2 separate regions of the Arachis hypogaea genome follow, and region 2 is linked to region 1. A link is a contact called in public Hi-C data. All regions are on one chromosome and are shown on one strand. The core of a region is the stretch at or near the end of the contact, and the rest is flanking DNA. Distances in the headings are between cores, read along the strand shown.

Region 1 (6,108 bases), core at 1,363-3,862:
AAAATTAGTTATAATATATTTATGTATAAATATGTATAATTTAATTTATTTTTAACGTATATTTATATTTTAATATATATTTTATATTAATAATTAATTTTAGTATACACTTAACATAATCAACCAAAGATATATGTCACTTTTTGCAAACGCACACAAGACACCAAATATGTCCAAAGCTTCCAGGCAGGAGCAACACCACGTCAAAAAAAAAAAAAAACTAGTATTAGTCTATTAGATAATAATAACACTGGCAATTGACATATATAGTATAATTTTTATTGGAGCGTCGTCACACTGTAAACAACACTAATTAACAACTTATTTTATTCGAAAACTTTAGTTTAAAACTCGCGTTTCGGAAAAAAATGCCATACCAATAATGGAACTAATAGTCGATAATTTGCTAATAAAAAAATTTAAGTACAATATTTTTTACAATAAAATGAGAGGGAAGAGTTTAGAGTGACAAAAGAGCAAAGTTGGCTAAAGAAATAATTTTAAAATAAATAGACTGAAATTAATAATGTTGGCTTATGAGTTATGAATATTATTTCTCGTGGAATTGTGCAAAAGATACAAACTCAACGTATAAGAAATACTGAAATTAATAATGTTAGCTTATAATAATTGTTGAGTTTTGTATTTATCAAGTGATCCCATCAATCGATTTTTTAATTATTGAGTTTTGTCATATAAATTAAACAATAATATAAATTATAATTTTAAAAAATTTAAAAAAATTAAATTTTAAAATAATTAATATATTATTTAATAAGATTTAAAATATTAAATTTTTTAAATATATGATCAACAATAATTTAATAATTCATTTAAATAAAAAAAAATTACTATAAAAAAACTTACAATTTGAATGTAAAACTTTAAAATACAAATGACAAAATAATTTTATAATTATTTAATTATTTTTATTATTTTATATAAAGAGAATTTTGTTTATTAAGGTCTAAAAATAATATTAAAATTAGTACTATCAAAAAAGATTTTAAATTTAATATTATAAAAAAATAATATATATATATATATATAAAGATTAATTTGATTAATTTTTAAAAGTTAGGGATGAAAATGATTTATATTTGAACTTTCAAGGACTATTTTGATTATAAATAACTTTTTTACATATCAAGTGACATGTGACATTTAACATGACACGTCATCATCTAACTAAAAGAAGGATTAATTTGACTTAAGTTTTATCTTTTAAGAACTAATATGGCTAAAAAAATAATTTGAGGACTAATTTAAAAAATTAGTGATCTTTCAATGACGAATTTGACTATTAACTCAAAATATAATATGGAGATTTGATGTATTTTTTATGTGAAGAGTATAAATTTAAAAGTTAGATTTGTAATTTTTAATTTTTCTTAAAAAAAATATAAATTTAAAAATTAAATTTGTATTTAAATGTACAAATTAAACCCTAAATTTTGTATCAAACAAAATTAAACCTTCTATTTATTCATCATTTTTATCACATCACCAATGGAATTCTAAACTTTGTATTGCAGACAATACTAAACTTCCAATTTTACAAATTTTAAATTAAAAAAAAAGTGTTATTTCTATATTTATAAAAAAATACGCTAAAATTCATAACTATGCATAACACATACTAAATCTTCATGGCTAAAAAAATTAGCCACCGCATATGGCCTGGCTGAAACAAAGTTTCGTTAAAACTTATGGAATAAAACCCCGAGTTAATTATTAGATTAGTGATAGTTGCATATTTATGATACGTGTATGTATACGAAATTATTATGGTATAAAAATATATATATTTGGTGTTTTATAAAATATTTTTATTATCCCACTGTAAAAAAATTAATTATTCTCCTATGACATGTTTGATTATTTATTTTATTATAATAAATTTAATTATTTTGGTAGATAATTATTTAATTCAAAAATATATGAACACTATATATTATATACAAATATATATAATTAATTTGGTGATTAATTTTTTATGAACACATAAAATTTTTTCTTATAAAATAATAATGATAATGAAGGGTACTAATATTGATTCCTAAAAGAAACCCCTACCGGTTTTTAATCTTTACCATATCCACTGTTAAATATTGATATAACATATTATTGATACTTAACAAATGCACAACCCCCACAGCCACATACACTGCAATTGTTTTTTTCAAAGATAAAATAAAATAGTGAAAAAAAATATAAATAATAAAAACATAAAATTTAATATTTTTATATTTTATTTGACGATAAAATAGAATAAATTATGAAAATTTAATTTATTTTTATTTTTTATTCAAAAAATTAAAAAATATTATTATAAAAAAGTTAACAAAAATAATAAAAAAATAAAAAATAAATTATGTCTCTTGTTAATTTTTTTATGTCTTTTCTATTAAGATAAATACAAAATACTTCAGTATTTTTAAACACAATATTTCTATTTATATTCAAATACAATTTTATATCTCAATGTCCAGTATCTTGTCTCAAGGTAAATATACAGATCCACAATTTAACCATAAAGATTAATAATTAATAGAGCATATTTTACTGCTTTGGATGCTATATATTATGTACCACTTGGTAATCTCCCTCTGAAGCTTCATTATTTTCAGAGCAATCTCAATATTCTGGTCTTCCACTCAAACCACCCACCCCCCTGGCCACCCCAAGAAAAAAAAAAAGATTAAGATAGAGAGTAGAAAAGCCTCCGTTTGCATCAATCAGAGCATATTACAGCTTCTTGTTTGTTCTATATTCTTGTAAAGGTCAAGCAACGACTCATCAAAGCTTGATCCAAACTACTACTCGAATCGGAGGTTTGTTTGCTCACTATAAAATACTTATTATGCAGTTTCTTTCTATGCTTGTAATGTAACAATTTTATAATTTTTTTTCTTGATACACTTTTTAACTAAAACTCTTTATACATTTATTGTTATTGGAAAATTAAATTTCTCACCTTTTTTTTTGTTAATGATGTCTCTAATGTTGGATCTTTAAAAAGATGTTTATCAACAAAATTTTAAAATAGTATATATTTTCAGATAATGAAATTGAGACAAAAAGATAGAGACTAATATTGTATTCAGTTATTAGAAATTAGAAGTAAAATTTTAATATTGGAATACAAAATTTTATTCTCTTTATTATCTATGGAAAGTGGAAATAGAAGGGAGTCAAAGGATTGAAATTTTTGGAACTGGAGATTAAAATTTTAATAATATTTCTTTTTAAATATATTTTTATTTAACTTTTCAAACTTTAATTTATCTTCATCCTTATATTTATCTTAAATTAAATATGATATTTAAACACAATTTAATTCAGTATATTTTATACTAAATACAATATAAAAACTTAATTTAGTCTCAATTTTTGTTCTAAAGTCTAAACACAACCTAAATATAATGTGATTTATTTAGGGTTGTTGAGGTATGTGTACTAGTAGCAAAGTTAATTCTCCTAAAGAGTCACACAAGGTTCAATCTAGGAGTGTGTATCGGCCGGGTGAAATCGGGTTTGATGTGATTCAGATCTGGTCTGAAATATATACCGGGCCTATTTATTAGACCCGAACCTGGCCCTAGACCCGATGAAACCTATACAATTTCGGACCACAATTATACTGGGTAAAAATCGGGTGAAAACCGGGCCATTAACATTACATTATCTTGATACCTTCTTATAAGTTAGCATGTGAAAATATCCAAATTTTCAAGACTCCAACTATTATTTGACATGGTAAAATTCACTAAGAAAAATAAGAACCGACTCTTCTCTAAAATTAAAGCATAATCATAATCAATACTAATATTGTATAATAACACCAAATATTTAAATCAATACAAATAACACAACATTATGCATTAGTCTAAAATCTTATACATTTTAAACATAAAAATATTAACTTATAGTCTTATAATAATTAATAACACAAAATATTAAGGTTTACAATACTTAAATTCCACGTAAGAATAGCCATCATCAATCACTAATAATACAAAATATTAATTGTGTAAAATGACCGGGTCTATTTTTGAGACCCTTACCCGACCCTAGACTCGATTAAATCACACCAAATTAGATCCTAAAATGCTTGGGACCGGACCGGGCCATGCACACCCTAGTTCAATCACTATAAATAACTGGGTTTATCTGTATGTGATAATGAGAGTAAGTAAATACATGTATAAAAAAAAGAATTATTATGTATAAAAAATATTTAAAAATATAAATTAACTAAAACATATAGGTATAATTTTGTGAAGTTTTTATTTTTTGAAAATAATTTATTAAAATTATCTTTTTAAATATGATTTTTTAAAAATTGAAGTAATTATATTTAGTAAAATTAAACTGAAAAATAAAATTAATTTTTGATAAATATAATTAACAATAATTGTATTTATAGTAAAATAATTTTAAAATTTAAAAAGCTACAATAAACATAATTATAAGAATAAATTTGGATATTTTTAATATAAAAATTATATTAGACTTTTTAATTTTGATAAGTACAAGTTAAATTTAAAAAAAATTAAATATCTTGAAAATAAAACACTCCTAATTTCTCAAAAGTATAAATACAAACATGTAATTTTTTCTTTATTTGTCAAACATAAAACCAAGCGTTTTTTTTTTAAATAACAAACCAATTCATAGTCTAATGTGCTGTAAATTAACTTTTAGTGTCAGTTTAAACATTTGAAAGACCAATTAAACATTGAAGTGCAAATTTCACAAAATGACCAATATAACAATTTATGACTGGGTGACTCAGTAAACTTTTTTATGGTTAGGGTATTCAAATGAAATCAAAATAATACAATTCTCACCAAGAAAGTATATTTTCTTTTAATTTACACTTTTTAAATAATTAATTCAAAAGTCTGGAACTGTCGAAGAAAAAACAAGCAACAAGTGCAGGACTGCTAATTTATAATTTTATAAATTGTTAATATATATCAATAAACTTTTTTAAAAATCAACTCAATAACTAAATGTTATGTCTAAATTACTTTTACGGAATGAAAAATATAATAAAAATAATAAAAAATTTATTTAAAATTAACCCTCCATATTAAAATTTATGAATTCGTATATGAATGCGAGAGGGATTAAAAATTCTACCTAAATAGATTAAACCAAATTTGCTACTTCCGAATAAATAAGAATGAAATTAGAGCAATTCTTAAAAAGAGATCAATATAAAAATATAACTCTAAAAAAAATAAAGATATTTACACATTAAAATAAAAAATAATAATTTTTATCTATAAATATTTAAAAGGCCAACAAAACTACTCACAAAAGAATAAAACTAAGCTTTTATCCATAAAAAAAAAAGAATTTCGAATAACAAAAATATCCAACTCATAAAATTTTGTTTACTTCCTCCAAAAATTAACGAGAAGTCTTAAATTAGGAGTGAACTACCAATCCGACCTTTGTTCTATTTTTCAGAATAACAACGCGACATCTCAAGATAAAAATAATCCATTTCGATTTTTATCTTTTATTTTTGTGACACAACGTGGTCTCTATGAATATTTCTCCATCAACTCTGACTTATAAGAAAACTAGTTAACCAAACTAACCACTTACACATTGTAGAAGGAAGGAGTCACTTAGTAGTTAGAAGTAAAATCTTTTCTGTTAGAATCAATTTCTGTTAGTAATTGGTAGTTAGTTGGAAGCCAGCTAATGTGGAACCTATATATGTATCAATATAAAAAAGGTAGAGTTAATACTCAAAATGACCCCTAAAATTTGACCTCCGATTCAATTCAATCCTCAAATTTTCAATTGACCCAAATTATACCCTGAAATTTTAACGCGTGCCTCAAATTGGCCCTTTCGTCCATTTTCGTCACCGAAAAATGACGTGACAAATTTAGTTGACACCTAATAATGGCACAAGAAAAACGACGTTATTTTTCAAAACCCCAAATTTTCTGTTCCTTCATCATTGAAAGGGGGTCAAATTTTAATGGTGCCAAATCCAAACAGACCAACAAAAAGCTCCTGCTACATCCTTCCACTACTACTGTATTTGTAATCATTTCCACCTCTTCCATGGTCGTACAAACT
Region 2 (5,989 bases), core at 377-2,876, 55 kb before region 1:
ATTAATTTAGTTAGACTTATTATTAAAAATTAAAAACGCTTATACATAGAGCAGCATTGTTATTTTTTAATTAAAAAGTAACTAGATTAAGTATTTATTTAGATGCTATTAAATTGATAAAAAAATATCTTTTTTTTAACGTGTTTAGTAAATTTTTAATAGTAAAATTAAAAGTATTAAAATAATAAAAAAATAAAAATATTTTTTTGAGAAGCTATAATTTACATCTTTTTTAAAATATTTAAAAAAAAGGATATTTTCACGTAATAAATAAACAAAAAAATACTTTTATATGATTATACCCAAACATAATTGATAAAGGTTTAATTATTATGTTGGTCCCTATAATTTCGTAAAATTTTTAATTAGGTTCTTATACTTTTTTTCTTTTTAATTGAGTCATTATACCAAATCTTTTTTTTAATTGGGTCCCTATACTTTTTTTTCTTTTTATTTAGGTCCTTGCACCAATTTTTTTTCTTTTAATTAGATCCCTATACAATTAAGCTAATTACTGTTAAGAGGGACCTAATTGAAAAAATAAATTGGTGCAGGGACTCAATTAAAAGAAAAAAAATATAGAGACTTAATTGAAAATTTTGTGAAATTATAGGGACCAATAGAGTAATTAAACCATTGATAAATAAAGAGATTTTTTTGTATAAGATATCCAAACATAAAATTACTTTTACTTTTCTATAAGATCTTTTGAAAAAAGATATTTTCTTAGAAGTTTACCCAAATAAACCCTAAATTTATTTAAAAGAGCTAAATTTAGTATATTATATAGTATAAATTTAGGGGTAAGTATTGTTTTGGTCCCTAACGTTGAGAGTCAGAATCAAAACCGTCCCCGACGTCATTTTTTATTTAGAATCATCCTTAACATTTTTTTCATATTAAAATTGTCCTTTTAAATTTTTCCGGACAAAAATATCCTTCACCACTACTGGCACCTTTACCTCTACCACCGGCACCGGCACCAACACCTCCACCAACACCTCCACCTCCACTTCCAAGAATAACAACATCAACAGAGAAGCAGAAAATCAACAAATCAACACAAATTCAACATAAGCAGAAACAGAAAGCAACAAATCAATAAATCAACACAAATTCGGCAAATCCAAAAACTAAATCAACACAAGCAGAAACAGAAAGCATAAAACTCAACAAGAAAGAGAAGAAGAAGCACAAATTCAACAATGGAGAAGTAGAAGTAGAAACTCAGCACAAAGCAAAAAATTCAACAACAAAGAGAAGTAGAAGCTGAAAATTCAAGCACAAAGCCAAATCAACAGAGAAGAACAAAATCAAATCAGAAATTCAAAGCACAAAGAAGCAGATGCAGAAGGCGAAGCAGGACCACCGGCAGCTCGTGGGCGACGGAGCGACGGCAGTTGGGTAGATCGGCGGTGGCAGGAGCATGTATGAACGGCGGCGACGCACTCCACGGCTGGGTAGATCGGCAGCTCGGGCTCCCTTTCCGGCGACGCACTCCACGGTGGCGGCAGAAGCATGCATGAAGGGAAGGCGGCGACGTCTTCCTCTGTTCGTGGTTCTGGCGACGGCTCATGGGCGGACCGGCGACGATACAGGTGTCGGATGGTGGTGGTGGCTATGGCAATGGCCTCCTCCCCTCCCTCCCGCGTTTCCTTTCCCCCCACCCCCAACGCGTTTCCTTTGCCCCCTCCCCCCAAAACGCGTTTTTTTTTATTATTAAAATAGGGGTAGTGTTGGAATAAAATTTAAAATTTTATTAAAAATGACGATTTTAATACGGAAAAACACGTTAAGGATGATTTTAAATAAAAAATTACGTCGGGGGCGGTTTCGATTCTGACCCTCAACGTTAGAGACCAAAACAATACTTACTCTATAAATTTAAAATGCTATATATATTGCTTAGGGATATATTAGATCATATGTAAACTAATATTAAACTTAAAAATTAATTTGTAAAAAATATTGTACAATATAGCTATTTATTTTGAAAATTTATATATAATTTAATAATATTATTTTTCAACAAAAATACAAAAAAATACTGTTTTAGTTTAGATAATAATTGTGCTTAACCATTACTTTGTAATTCAATTGAATAATAATATGAATTAAATTTAATTAATTAAGAAGTTTAGATATTTTTTAGTAGCATATCAAACTTAATTAAATTTTATAACTGTTGATGATAAATGAAAATTTGAAATAAAAAATTAATTCAAAATTTAATAATTATAAAAAATAAAATTATACATAAATTAGACTATAAGTAATTAAAATATTCTGTTGAAGTTTATTCAGCTAATTTCATATATATTTTTTTAAGAGTTACTTTTGTGTTTTTTTTTATAGGTTCTATTTAAATATTATGGTACAATAATAAAACTAATAGATAAAATATAAGTATGAATATTATTAATATTTTGATCATTAAAATTGACATTCATTAATTTTTTAATTTTATTTTTTATGAATCACGATAACATGTATTTTAAACAATATTATAATTAAATGATATTAAAAAAAATAAATTATTAAAAAATAAAAAATTGATATATAGGCGACAATAATACTATATAACTCATGAATATAATTACACAAAGAAATAAATAAATTAATGAATACAATCATACAATCACCTAATGCACATATTTATCAAATTAAAAAATAAAATAAAAATTATAGCCATCAACCAAATTCCAATTATGCAAAAAATTAGTAAGAATGAAGAGGGAGAAGGAGATGGAGAAATAGAAAGAGGTATGAGATTATATGAGAAGAAATAAAGAAAATGTGTGAAGTGAATATTGATTTATACAATAAATATAAGAATGAGTGATGAATATGAAAGGAGAAGAAAAAGAATTAGATTTTAATTAGATTTATACCTATTAAAAAATTAAAATTAACATTGAAAACAATAATGTAACCTAAATAAAAATAAAAGATAAGAGAATATATGAAAAGTTAAGGTTAAAAAAAATGCTATAACATTATATAAAGATAAGTTATTCTAGAAGATAAAAATATAATGAAAATCCAATAAAAATCTTATGGCATGAGACAAAGATAAAAGATTATACTCAAGTTGTGTGAATTAGCTTATTTTTATTAATATTATGATAGAAACTTAGAAAGCTAACAATAAATATAAAGACTATTTTTAGCTCTATATTAACTTTTAATATATTACTAATAAATAGATAAATGACTGGTTGGATTCATAAAATAAAAGACATCTTTAAAAAAAATTCAATCTCATTTCATTAATATAAAATAGATATATAACTTCCTCCATCCATTTCTCACTTATAATATACCACATTTTCAAAAAGTTTTTAAATTGGTTTAATTTTGTCTAAATTTAATAAAAATCTTCACTCTTCATGGAATCCTACTCTTCACCAAAAAAATCTTCTTGTTTTATATTTAAGAAAGATTCCCAGGTACGTTATTTTTATTTAATTTGTTAATGATTTCACATCCTAGGTTACTACCTCCAATTTTGAGGAACTAGAGCTGAGTAAGGAAGATGTTACAATGATTGAGAAAGGACTACTTCATGTGGACCTCCAAAACTTGAATTACTTGGGACTGAATAACTTCAATGATGATGAGACAGATGAATTTCCAGATGTTTTCCTCTCCAAGATGTCACTACCGAAATTAAAGGAGTTTCAGCTGCTAGATTGCGCCTTTAAATATATCTTCCGCCCAAAGAGGCCTGACATGGATTATTCCAAAATGCTCTCGCAGCTCAATTATTTGGAGATTACCAATCTACACAAGCTCAATTCCATGGGGTTTGAGCACCCCTGGATGGCCCCTCTTCTTGAAAGTCTAGAAACCTTGAAGGTTTCGGAATGCAACTTGTTGACAAACTTGGCAGCATCATCTGTCGTGTCTTTCCTCTATCTCAGGGTACTGAGGGTAGAGAATTGCGCAGGATTGAAATATTTGTTCACATCTTCAACTGCCAAAAGTTTGGGTGCACTGCGAGAATTGGTCATTACCAAGTGTAAATCATTGGAGACAGTAGTGGCTCATGAAGAGGGAGAAACACCAGATGATTTGATATTATTCAGTAATCTCTATACTTTGTCGCTCAACGAGTTACCACAACTTGAAAGCTTTTACACGGGGAATTCAACTTTGTATTTCTCGAGTATCTACTATGTTTCCTTCACGGTGACTAAGTGTAATAAGATGAAGACTTTCTCTCATGGTGACGTGCTGCCCAAGTTCTTGCAAGGGGAAATAGATGAAGACCCTTGGCATGGTGATCTGAATAACGCAGTAAGAAGCAGTTTCAAAAAGCAAGCAGTATCACATGTGAGTGTTTATATAAAATGATGTTCTGAATTTTTAATTCTCATGATTTCATCATCTCGTCATTTCTTACTTTGTATGTAGTGATGAACTGTTTGGAATCCCTTGGCATTTCAGTCCTTTTCTTAGGAGAGTGTAAACTTATTTGAAAACGCTACTTGATGCCACCTCAGCACTAAAATACGCTTAAGGTTCTTTCATGTGAGTGTATTTGGGGGGTTACTTAGCTTGTGATTTGTCCATGTCATAACATGAGGTCAGTAAGAAATAAAGGAAAGAAAGCTTTCAACTTGTGCTTGAGAGTGAAGTATCATGTTTCTAAGGACTCTCGATTTTTGTGATAACAGACAAAACTAGAAAATGTCCAACATAATTGTCTTTAACTAATGTCCAAAAATTTTGAGCCAAACTAACATAATTGTTTCCAAAATTTTCTTTGTGGAGGCTCAGTGTCCCCCGGAATACAATGAGAATGTAACTGGATAGCACCATGGTGGCAACTGTCAACTACTAATGGAAGGATTTTCTTTTTCGGCCGGCGTGTGGTGTGCATGAATAAATTACCTGTGTTTCTGCAGGAAGTGTGAAAGGTTGTTTTTATGATTAATCTTGTATTATAGGAGCGAGATGTGTGTGATGTTTTTTAAATTGCAGAAAGGATTGCCATAAATAAATTGTACCTGTAATTTTACAGGAGGTGTTTATGCTTTTTAAAGAATAAAGATGATATGTATGTTCACATATATGAAGTTTGTGTTGTTTTAAAACTGGAGGTGAGTTTTAATTTCAGCAATAAATTTCACGTGTTATTTCCTCCACTTGTATGTATTCTTTATATTTTTTTGTTGATTTTTTGGGTTATTTCTTCAAAATTAAAATGGTTTTCATGAATAAAACTGGGAAAGAGGAGGCTCATCTATTTTAGACACAATGCACATACACACAAGTACCAGCAGACAGCACCTTTTTACACCCTTGTTCCTCTCATTTCTACTTCAAGGACTTATTCAGCTTTTTGTTTTAAATTTAAATGAATTTCAGAGTAAATTATACAAATAAAATAATCTGACCCTAATATTACTCAATTATCTTAAATAGATTTTTTTTAATTTATGTAAATCTATGTAAATTGTGTTACAATGTTTTATTGGGAGTAAAGACATAAATCGTGCTTGAATGCCATGATTTAACTTGGATGAGACCACTTTATAATTCATTAGGAGCAACCACAATTTAGGTGGACATGGGCGTATAAATCATGTATCAATCTATCTATTTATTTTTATTATATAAAAATTGATAACAACTCTTTATACATTAGATCTAAGTCATATTTCTTGTTTTAATAATGTTACATCATTAATTTTGATTACTTGATAAAACATTAGAAATTAACCAATCAATTTTTAGTAAAATATTAAAAAAAATAAAACCATAACTCCCATGTATAATTAATTAATTAATTTATTATATATTATTATTCAATAAAAATATAAAACATTAACTAAATATAATAAATATCTACATTAAAAGTATCATAATAATAATATTATCATAATAAATTTTAAGTTATAAAATTTTCAAATTTCATCATATTTGACCTACATCATACATAGAACTTTTATCACTATTATTTCATTTCACAATTCGTAATTTG

Evidence for each region. Hi-C and Micro-C count contacts between places; a contact is called where the count stands out from the background.
Region 2: a Hi-C map of an unstated tissue shows a contact between it and region 1, with 1.9 times the contacts expected there. The contact joins the enhancer-like site here to the promoter of LOC112736423 in region 1. A contact is called at or near these places in 3 of 8 Hi-C or Micro-C datasets (leaf and an unstated tissue).

What each region holds. Positions count from the first base shown.
Region 1 is chr2:8,492,539-8,498,646 of arahy.Tifrunner.gnm2.J5K5, reverse strand. It overlaps LOC112736423, which reads left to right and starts at 2,612. Exons shown (of 11, transcript XM_029291276.2): 1 at 2,612-2,834.
Region 2 is chr2:8,547,043-8,553,031 of arahy.Tifrunner.gnm2.J5K5, reverse strand. It overlaps LOC112736444, which reads left to right. Exons shown (of 13, transcript XM_072214348.1): 13 at 4,783-5,099. The coding sequence ends at 4,818. Among protein-coding and RNA genes, the nearest start is that of LOC140177807, 47 kb to the right of the region's middle. Within about 2 kb of position 1,626, at least 1 of the 3 cell types and tissues checked has open chromatin away from gene starts, as enhancers often do.